Regions from separate parts of the Macaca mulatta genome. Here region 1 is linked to region 2. Evidence: chromatin contacts called from public Hi-C data. All regions are on one chromosome and are shown on one strand. The core of a region is the stretch at or near the end of the contact, and the rest is flanking DNA. Distances in the headings are between cores, read along the strand shown.

The links. A called contact is a pair of places that touch in the nucleus more often than the background predicts.
Region 1: a contact with region 2 is called in a Hi-C map of blood, with 2.4 times the contacts expected there. The contact joins the promoter of C1H1orf216 here to the promoter of CLSPN in region 2. A contact is called at or near these places in 3 of 14 Hi-C or Micro-C datasets (CD4 T cells, blood and liver).

The regions. Positions count from the first base shown.
Region 1 is chr1:205,102,471-205,107,930 of T2T-MMU8v2.0, reverse strand. C1H1orf216 (chromosome 1 C1orf216 homolog) reads right to left here and starts at 3,830. Exons shown (of 2, transcript XM_077964089.1): 1 at 3,653-3,830; 2 at 1-1,313. The coding sequence starts at 1,308. The coding sequence ends at 619.
Region 2 is chr1:205,048,967-205,054,276 of T2T-MMU8v2.0, reverse strand. It overlaps CLSPN (claspin), which reads right to left and starts at 3,100. Exons shown (of 25, transcript XM_015135221.3): 1 at 2,936-3,100. The coding sequence starts at 2,959.

The DNA of each region.
Region 1 (5,460 bases), core at 2,581-5,080, 53 kb before region 2:
GAACAGTGGGACCCAGTGGAGAAGAAAGGCTGCGGTAGGCCATGAGGAACACAAGGTGTGGGTGGATACCCCACAGTGCAGCTGGATATGTATTTGCACACACCTGCTCATGAGTCTGCCTGCAAACACACATGCTCCTAACATACACCTCCCATGCCTGCAGCCACACACGTGCACCCCTGCACACACAAGGGCTCCCTCACATACATCCAACACAAGCCTGCACACTCAAACTCACTCATAGACACACACATCTTCTGCATATACATCCTCACTCATGCGCATATACACACACTGCTGGGTACCTGTCTACACACGCACATACAGATTTCCTCATTCTTCTTACATACTACACACATACATGTTCACTCTTACATGCTCACATATAGGTCTGCAGATAAATTAGCTTGTGTGTGCACATGTGCACACAGCACACTTAAGCTCATTTATACATGTTTATTCACACATTCCTATACACACCAGCCTACATGTTAGCACATACACACTCATGCCTACCTGCAATCATGCCAGCAAATAATTATGTACTTACTAGTGCACAACCTCACACATGCCTGCAAATATACACATACACCCTTGCACACTTGTGGAGACACACCCTTAGCCCTGGTCCTGGGGCCTGGATGGTGCTGCCCTCTGCTGGAGACAGCGAATGAGCTCCTTCCGGTTGTCTAGGATGGTGTCGAAGCTCTCCTGTAGTCGGGCCTGCTGGTCAATCAACTGATGCTGCAGGCCCCGGATCCACTGGAGCAGTGCCAGGCGACGGTACATCACCAAGTGCACGTGGTGCTTTTCTTTCTCCTGCTCTTTGTAGCGCTCCTGGGCTTGTAAGTGCTGCACAGCCTGGGCCACTGAGGGCAGAAGGGGATCGGGAGGGCCAAGGCCTCGCGGGGTCCCACAGGCAGGCTCAGGACTGCTGCTAGGGCTGTTGATACTCAAGGAACTGCTGGCATAGCCATTGTCCTCCAGAGGGGAGCAGACTGTGCCAGGACCACCCATCTTCTCAGGCTCAGCCCCGGGAATCTCTGCCCCCTCTGGGGGGCTGCGCACCCCTTCCTCAGGGGATCCAGGGGCCTGGAAGTCCTGGTTGTCAGAGGGCGACTCAGAGGAGCTCCTCCTCAGGATAGGTTCCACTCTGCCTGGCATCCCATGCCAATTCTCATTAGCATCCTTGGCACTTGCCATGAAGTTGGAGTTGTTGTCTGGTTGGAGCTCGGGCTGACATACTCCAGGAGGTGGGTCCCCCAGGAATTGGCCCCCCTCAGCTAGCCCTGGCTGGATGGCGAACATCTGGTCTGTAAAGGGAAAGCAGGAGACTGAGTCACAGTAGGACAGGGTGGGGTGCCTGAAGTCAGGGCAACTTAGCTGCAGGGACAAGGCTGAAAGCAAGAGCCCGACCACTCCCTGTCAAGCCCTTTCTCTTGACTCTGGTGACACTTCCCCTCACGGTTTTCGTCCTCCCTGTCTACCTGTTCATTCTCAGTCTCCTGCAGAGGGTTTTTCCTCAGTCCTCAGAGCCAGGCTGTCTTCTGATTTTGCACATTTCTCTCCAGAGGACCTCATTCTCTGCTGTAGCTTCAAGGTCCATCATATGCTGATGACTCTCAGATCTGTCTTCAGCCCAGATCTAACTGCTATCCAACCCTGCAACCAATCATAGGCTCCTCAAATTCTACATAACCAGTCTGGGTGCGGTGGCTCATGCCTGTAATCACAGCACTTTGGGAGGCCGAGGCAGGCAGATCACCTGAGGTCAGAAGTTCGAGACTAGACTGGCCAACATGGTGAAACCCCATCTCTACTAAAAATACAAAAATTAGCCAGGCGTGGTGACAGGCACCTGTAATCCCAGCTATTTGGGAAGCGCTTGAACCCAGGAGGCAGAGGTTGTAGTGAACTGAGATTGTGCCACCACACTCCAGCCTGGGTGACAGAGTGAGACTTCATCCCTCTCCACCCCCCGCCCCCCGCCCCCACCACCAAAATTCTATATAACCAAACAAGCTCTCCTTCAGTATCCTCAGCAAGATGGCTCCACCCTCCATCCAGAAGGCTAGGAGCATCCTGGGCTCCTCACTCTCCTTCCTTCTCCCATCTCATTGATAACCACATTCTGACCATTCTTCCTCTTCCAGGCCATTTCTGACCTGGATTATTGCCTCGGCCTTTTCACTGGTCTCTCTGCCCCCAGTTACAAATGTAAATTTCACTTGTCACCACTCAGAATGCCCTCCCTGAACTCCTGCTAAACCTCTATGTGGCCTACAAGGCCCTGTTTGATCTAGCCTCTGCTCACCCTTCCACACCTGCCTTTTGCCACTCTGTCCCTCCCATCATAGCAAACTGCCCAGAGATCTCAAAACACACCATTGTCCTTCTTACAGTATTCCTTTGGCCTATAATATCCTTCCTCTCCCCTCCCCTCAAAGCTCCTCCCTTCTCCACCCAGCAAATTCCTTTTTGTACTTCAAAATCAGCTGTAATATCCCCATATCTCCATGTACCCATGTCTCTGAAGCTGTCTTGATACTGCCGCAATCAATATTACATAAACAAGCACGGTTAGTTATGCCTTCCTCTGGGTCCCCACTGCCCTGGGTACACACTGTCTTATCCAACTTTGTGTCTGTCCCTGGCATACATGGTCGACGATCAGTGAATGTCTATTTAACTGGCAGTTTTGGTTTGTGGCAATGATCTTGTAATAGCAGTTTGTAATCTAGCTTGGACCTCCCCTATATATCCTCCATCATATTCCCCAGAGTCAGCCAGCATAGAGCCCGGAACCAGGCTATCTGTGCATACTGGTACTTGCTAAGCGAGTGAATGGGAGAAGAGACTGCAGTGAATTTCCATGCTCAGGAAGCTACTCCCGACTCCCCCGGGCTGGAAGAGCTGGGTTCAGTTCCCTCTCCTACCCCAGCCAGGGAGCCCAGCCTTCCCCAGTGACAAGCTTTTCTTCTGAGCCTGCCCACTTCCCTCCCAATGCCTCTGGAACACGGCCACTATCTTGTGTCCCTGTCCCTAGCTTGCTCCATCCTGAGGCCCTGGAGGGCGGGCATACCACACCACTCTTCTCTCCTCCATAACCTGCTTCTAACCAAAATTAGGATTTGAATTGACAAAGGAATTCTACTGACCAAACAGCACTGGGATTAGAACAATTTAAGAGCATGAAGAGGAAGGATATTGTAAGTGGAGCCGGCACTGGGAGGCGCTCCATAGGTGGCATGGACCCTCCCCACCCCCAGCAACGGGCAGAAGTCCTGGGGAGAAGGGTGTAGGAACAGTTCCTTTGTAATCGCCCTCTAAGCAAGGCTTGTGGGAAGGTGCCTACAGATCTCCCCTCGCCCCAATTTTTAATTTTTCCTATACTTGGATGGGGCCATGAAGGAAGCTGGGATGGGGTAGGGGTGGCGCTAGGGATCACAGGGTTCTCAGAAATAGTAAAATAGGAACCCCGCCACCCCAGGACTAGGTCTCCGCCCAAATAGGAGGCAGCCTCCTTTCCTGGCCTTGCGGGAGTGGGAGAACACCCCAGGAGGCAGAGACCATCCTTCCCTAGTCTCCTCGGAGGCCGCTGTGACTCCCCGCTTCCCGCGGCTGGGCCCCAAGCCCCCCGCCTCCGACTCACGGCCTAGAGGCGCCCGATCCGGCGCGTCTGGCTATGGCTCCGCCCGGCCCTGGTGGTGTCTAGTCCCTGGGCTGGGGGTTCCTCGGCCTGGGCGTCTCCGCGGTCCAAGGGTGGGTGCGGGGCTCCCGGGCAGCGCGCCCAGCCCCAGGTCCGGACTGCGGAGTCAGGCGGCGTCTGCGCGGCGGGGCGGAGCGGCCGGGCCCACGTGGGCCGGTTCGGTTTTCCGCGGAGCCGCGCGCTAGGCTCTGCGCCGGAACCGCCTCGCCCCCGCGCGGGGCCGCGTTGAACCAGGCCTTTCAGGTCCGGTGCTCTCTCCTATTGGCGTTCGCTGGGCCCTTCCCATCAGTTCACCTCACTGCAGACACCGTGCCATTTTCAAGTGAAATCTGATTAGTCACCACCTTCCGGCTTTAAACTCCTCTAGGACTTCCCCACAGCCGGGACAACCCCTAAGGCAGCAGCCGCGGGGCTCTGCGCGTCCGGCCCTCCGTCTGCCTCTCCGGCTTTGTCCTCTACCCTCCCTCTCCGCAGCTACCCTCCCGCACGCCCCTTTCCGCCACGCGGCTTTGGCACGCACGGTTCCCTCGGTCTAGCAGTCTCTTCCCCCTCTCGATTTACTCCTATTTCAGCTCTCTTCTCGGAGAAATCTCTGACTCCCTAGATCGCATTCGTTCCCCCTTGTATGTCAGGGCACGTTCCTTTTCTTCATAGCATTTATCACAATTTGGAATTATATATTTCTTTTTGTGCTACTTGACTAAAGTCACTGAGACCGGGCGCGGTGGCTCACGCCTGTAATCCCAGCACTTTGGAAGGCCGAGGCCGGCGGATCACCTGAGGTCAGGAGTTCGAGACCAGCCTGGCCAACATGGTGAAACACTGTCTCTACTAAAATAGGAAAATTAGCTGGGCGTGGTGGCGGGCGCCTGTAATCCCAGGTACTCGGGAGGCTGAGGCAGGAGAATCGCTTGAACCTGGGAGGTGGAGGTTGCAGTGAGCCAAGACTGTACCACTACACTCCAGCCTGGGCAACAGAGTGGGACTCTGTCTCAAAAAAAAAAAAAAAAAGAGAGAGAGAGAGAAAGAAGAAGATCCAGCCTGGGACAGGTCCCAGGGCTGATGTCCTGTACCTGGGATGGGGGCTCTCCACAGGACACAGAGCCCGTCCATGACACCTGTGCAGTGGGCACTAGTGCTTTTGCCCAGGTGAGGAGGAACAAGGTTATAAAAAGGGTCCTGGCTTCCAAACTCTAGTGAATTCTTCTCAGAGCTCCACTCTACTGAAGCTTGATCCCCCTCTTTTGCACCCTGGGGAAATGTGAAGTTGGGGACACTGTTTGGAATAAAAGAGAACAGAGTTTAGTAATTGCTGACCCTAATATATAAGGTACCCTCTTCCAGTTTCAACTTGATTCCAAGTCACCATTCTGCAACCTAGATACTAATTGGCAAATTGAAATCACACCAAGAAATCCTATATGCAAAAACAGGGAAAATGGAAAATAAATTTTTATGATTATGATGACTATTTTAAGAGGGAAAAGGAAATAAGAAGAAGGCAGAAGTAATTCAAACTTTGCACACTCCTCCAGCTAAGAAAATACAGGTGGAGATGTCAGCCTCATTTCTACATCAGATCCTGTGGCCTAAGTTCTCTCCCTTCCCTTATCCACTTCAGGTTCCCCTGGCCTTCAGCCTGGGGTGACCCAAATCCAAATCCTTACTGTTGGTTGTTTTTTTTGTTTTTTGAGATGTATTCTCGCTCTGTCGCCTAGGCTGGAGTGCAGTGGTGCAATCTCGGTTCACCG
Region 2 (5,310 bases), core at 1,851-4,350:
GCTGGTGTCAAACTCCTGACCTCAGGTGATCTGCCTGCCTCAGCCTCCCAAAATGCTGGAATTACAGGCGTAAGCCACCACACCTGGCCCTGTATATTTCTATATACATAGATGTATGCTTTATATATGTATGTATATCTTAAAATACATACATATATGTATATACACACATATATAAGTATGCTTTATATATGATATATACACATATATAATATAAACAATTGCAATATGCAACTTCTGATGATGATTCAAAAAAATGTAAATAATTATGCTAAAGTGACATATAAAAATAAATGAAATATCCATGAGTCAAAGAAATCTGAACACTGACTAGATACTTCTTAGGTGTGGTAATAATATTGTAGTTATCTTTTTTTGGAAAGCCCTTGTCTGTTAGATAGGCACACTAAAATATTTATGGTTCAAATAATATGATATCTGGGATTTTCCTCCAAATAATCCCGTGAGAGGAAACATGGGTAGTAGTATGAATGAAACAAGATTGGCCATGATTTGATAATACAGGTTGAACATCTCTAATCTGAACCTGAAATACTCCCAAATCCAAAATATTTTAGCACTGACATGATGTCACTAGATGAAAATCCCACACCTGGCCTCATATGATGAGCTGCAATAAAACCTTTGCTTCATGCACGGAATTATTTTTAAATGCTGTATAAAATTACCTTCAGACTATGTGTGTAAGGTATATATGAAATATAACTGAATTTCATGTTTAGACTTGGGTCCCTCCCCCAAGACATCTCATTAAGTGTATGCAAATATTCCAAAACCCAAAATGAATCTGAAATTCAAAACCCTTAGGTCCCAAGCATTTCAGACAAGACATATTCAAACTGTAGTTGAAGTAAGGTGATGGGTTCATTATACCATCCTTTCTACGGTTGTATAGGTTTGAAAATTTCTAAATAAGACAGTTTAAAAAGTCGCAAATAAAAACCTAAGGAGAGGTGTGTTAGGTGACTTGATCAGTTAGTAACCAAGCTAATCCTAGATGCCAAGTCTGCCTCCTTGGAGTTCTCAGGGCTCTGAATCAACTTATTAATAAAGGGAGAAATATGAACATCAGTAATGTAGCAGGGTACAAGGCCTCACCTGAGTGGTTCCTCAAAAAATCATTAAATTGGCCAGGCATGGTGGCTCACGCCTGTAATCCCAGCACTTTGGGAGGCCGAGGCAGGTGGATCACGAGGTCAGGAGTTCGAGACCAGCCTGGCCAATATGGTGAAACCCCGTCTCTACTAAAAATACAAAAATTAGCTGGGCATGGTGGTGTGTGCCTGTAGTCCCGGCTGCTCAGGAGGCCGAGGCAGGAGAATCACTTGAACCCGGGAGACAGAGGTTGCAGTGAGCCGAGATTGCGCCACTGCACTCCAGCCTGGGCAACAGAGCGAGACTCCATCTCGGAAAAAAAAAACATATCTATATATATATAAAAAAAATTAATTTGGATGCTTGGCACAATTTTTTTTTTTTTTTTTTTTTTTTGATACAGCATCTCACTCTGTCACCCAGGCTAGAGTACAGTGGCAGGATCATGGCTCACTGCAGCCTTGACCTCCAGGCCCAAAGGATCCTCTCACCTCAGCCTCCCGAGTAGCTGGGACTACGGGCGACGCCCGGCTAATTTTTGTATTTTTTTTTTTTTTTTGTAGAGGCGGGATTTTGCCACGTTTTCTACGCAGGCTGGTTTCCAAATCTTGAGCTCAAGCAATCTGCTGGCCTTGGCCTCCCAAAGTGCTGGGATTGCTGAGAATTAATGTGTATGCACTGACGATCCTTTCAACAATCCAAAGCATTGAAACTGTTACTTCTGTTTGTGAATGTGGAAACCGAATTTAGGTAACCAGACAGCTCAAGGAATAGGGCTGCTTTGAATGACGATTCTCTTCTAGGCAATTTGCAGCAACATCAAAGGGCAGGGTGACATTTGACGTTGGGGTGGGGTGAGGTCTCAAAAAATTCAGTAATCAAAATAAATATTAATGCAATATTTTTAAAAAAATTAAATCAATAATCTACGGCTCATGAGGTAAATAATACACCCGCTTTTGTAGATAAAGTTTATTGGAACCAGGGACGGGATTAGGGTGAGGTGAGTAAGGCAAGGTCGTGCAAATGACTGGTCAGATCTTGTCTCTGTTTAAACGTCTGATATTTTGTTCAATATCAAATCATAAAAACTTTTTTGCATTAATTTCGGTTTTTTTTAAAAAAAATGCATTAAAATATGAGTTTGATGATTGAGTGTTTTGGCGCCCCTTTAAATTTTGCTCCTAAGGCGAGAGTGCCTTGCCCGAATCCGGCCCCAGAAAGGACACAGGTCTGGAAACATCTATTTTCTACGCCCAATTTCGCCAGGGAGGTGTGAGCCACCAGCCAGGAGCCCCAGCGGTGACTTCCCACTCGGGGCCCCGTAGGAAAACGCAAAGGGCCTCCGCGCGATGACCTCCAGGGCCCCTCCCAGGCCCAATGTGGAACCCCCTAACACCCTCGTCCTCTCTTTGCGGAGAATCCCGCCCCGCACCCCTGCAGCCCGGTTCGGCCAGAGCCTCCTGGCTTTCAGGGCACCCTGAGGGGAGGAGCTTCCGCGACAGGAAACGCGCCAAAGGGGAGGGCTGGCGGCAGGAACCGGCTGAGGAGGGGCTGGGCTGCCGGCAGCGCGCGCCGCAGAGACCTGGAGCTCCCCGGCCACGGAGCCCGAAGCGCGGGAAGCCTGGCGGCGGGACGGGACGCCTGGTCGGAACCCATCCCGACCGAGTCTCGAGGCTGCGGGAGCCGACGCGGTGAACGCCGGGAGCCGCAGTCCTCCCGTCCGGGCGCCCCGGGTCAGCGGTGTCTACCCCGGCCCACCTAACCCCTCGGTGCCGGGCCTTCGCAGCCCCGGTGGGGGGCGTGTGCGTAAACTCACCTCAGAACCCACCTCGCCCGTCATGACTCCTGCCTCCCCGGTGCTCCGTTAGGGACGGAGCTGTCTCTGGTTCCCTCAGCCGGAGAGCAGCGGCTCCCGCCGTCTCCAGCCCGGCAGCGCTGTTCGAGCTTTCCCGCCCAGCCAGAGTGGAGGTCCCACCCCCATGGTTTGCACCAATCCAGAGGGGATTTTCCAGCGAGTCCCCGCCCCATTCCGACCCACCAATCACGCAGCGCCTCCGGCCGACCTCAAATAACCCAGGCTGGGTCGCAGCTGCTGGTAGCGGCGCCTCGGGGAGCTGGAGGTACACTGGGGCGGGCAGTAGGTACCAGGCGAGCAGTGGTCTTTGACCATTGACACTTGCCAAAGCAGGAAGTGCGGTTGGAGGGGTGAGTCTTCGGGGGGAAGTGAGCTGGGAAACGGTTCCTGGGCACCTGGGAGTGTCCTGTACCTGAACCTTTTTAAAGGGATTCCAAGGTCCCCGTGGGATTTTCTCCACTGACTTCATTTCTGGAGCAGCTAGATCCTGTCTGCCTTTTGTACACGACACTTACCACTGAATATATATATATACACACACACATATATACACTCTCACACATATACACACATAGACACACACACATATATGTACACACATATATGCACACACACACATATATATGTATACACACACACTGGTTTTTTTTTTTTTTTTTTGAGACGGAGCCTCCCTCTGTTAGCCAGGATGGAATGCAATGGCGCGATCTCGGCTCACTGCAGCCTCCGCCTCCCGGGTTCAAGAGATTCTCGTGCCTCAGCCTCCCGAGTAGCTAGGATTACAGGCACCCGCCACCAATGCCTGACTAATTTTTGTATTTTTAGTAGAGACGGGGTTTCACCATGTTGGCCAGGCTGGTCTCGAACTCCTGACCTCAAATGATCCGCCCCGCCTCGGCCTCCCAAAGTGCTGGGATTACAGGCGTGAGTCACCGCGCCTGGCCCACTTTTATTTATTAAAGACCTTTAGTCTTTAAAAACTAAAGTGTAGGGAGGCCGGGCGCGGTGGCTCAAGCCTGTAATCCCAGCACTTTGGGAGGCCGAGACGGGCGGATCACAAGGTCAGGAGATCGAGACCATCCTGGCTAACATGGTGAAACCCCGTCTCTACTAAAAATACAAAAAACTAGCCGGGCGAGGTGGCGGGCGCCTGTAGTCCCAGCTACTCGAGAGGCTGAGGCAGGAGAATGGCATAAACCCGGGAGGCGGAGCTTGCAGTGAGCTGAGATCCAGCCACTGCACTCCAGCCTGGGCGACAGAGCGAGACTCCGTCTCAAAAAAAAAAAAAAAAAAAACTAAAGTGCAATGACCTGATATTGGCTCATCGCAACCTCCGCCTCCCGGGTTCAAGCCATTCTCCTGCCTCAGCCTCCTAAGTAGCTGGAATTACAGGTATATGCCACCACACCCAGGTATTTTTTTTTTATCTTTAGTAGAGATGAGGTTTCACCGTGTTGGCCAGGCTGATCTCGAACTCCTGACCTCGTGATCCGCCCGTCTCAGCCTCCCAAAGTACTGGGATTACAGGCATGAGCCACCGCACCTAGCCTATCCCAAACAATTCTAATCCCAGCTTTGCCACTGTGCTGGCCATTATTTTTTGCCCCTCCAGGTTAATTCTCTGTCCTTCCTTTACCCTGTTTTGTGTTAAGGCAAGGCTGACCTGTCTAGACTGTATTATCCCAGCTCCCTTGCCCTCTGGCTTCTGGTTGGGTCAGGCCCCTGTAAAGGCACTTTATAAGGTGACTGTAAGGAGATGAGAGACCACCAGGAAAGAAAGGTCAGAGTATTTATTGCTCACTTCACCCTCCATGGTCATATCCACTGCCAGCCCAGCTTGCCCAGGACTTTCCTAGTTTTAGCACTGAAAGTCCTGCATCCTGAGAACCTCCTCAGTCACAGGCATACCAAATAGTTGGTTCATCACCCAATCCACTGGCCTCCTCTTCCAAATTTCCAGCTTTAGCTGGGTTCAGAAAAAAGCTCCCTTTCCACATCTTCATTTCTCTACCTCCCCATCATCTCTCAACCCACTTCTGCCCCCACCACCAAAAACAGCCCATCATCCATCCTCTTCTCTTTTTGTGTCCTGGTTTATCCACCTTTTCATCCACTTTACTATTAATTTCTACATCAATGACTCCCAAATATACATCTATGGCACTCCCCATCATATGTGGAGGGCTAATGTTTGTTGAAGCCTTAGTGACAGAAACAGTTGCAAGGATTTTATAAGTGTTATCTTATTTAATCTTCAGAGTAAACTTGTAGGTAATATTATTATCTCTTTCTTAGAAGATGAGAAAAGCAAACTTTTAAAAGGCTAGAAACTGGTG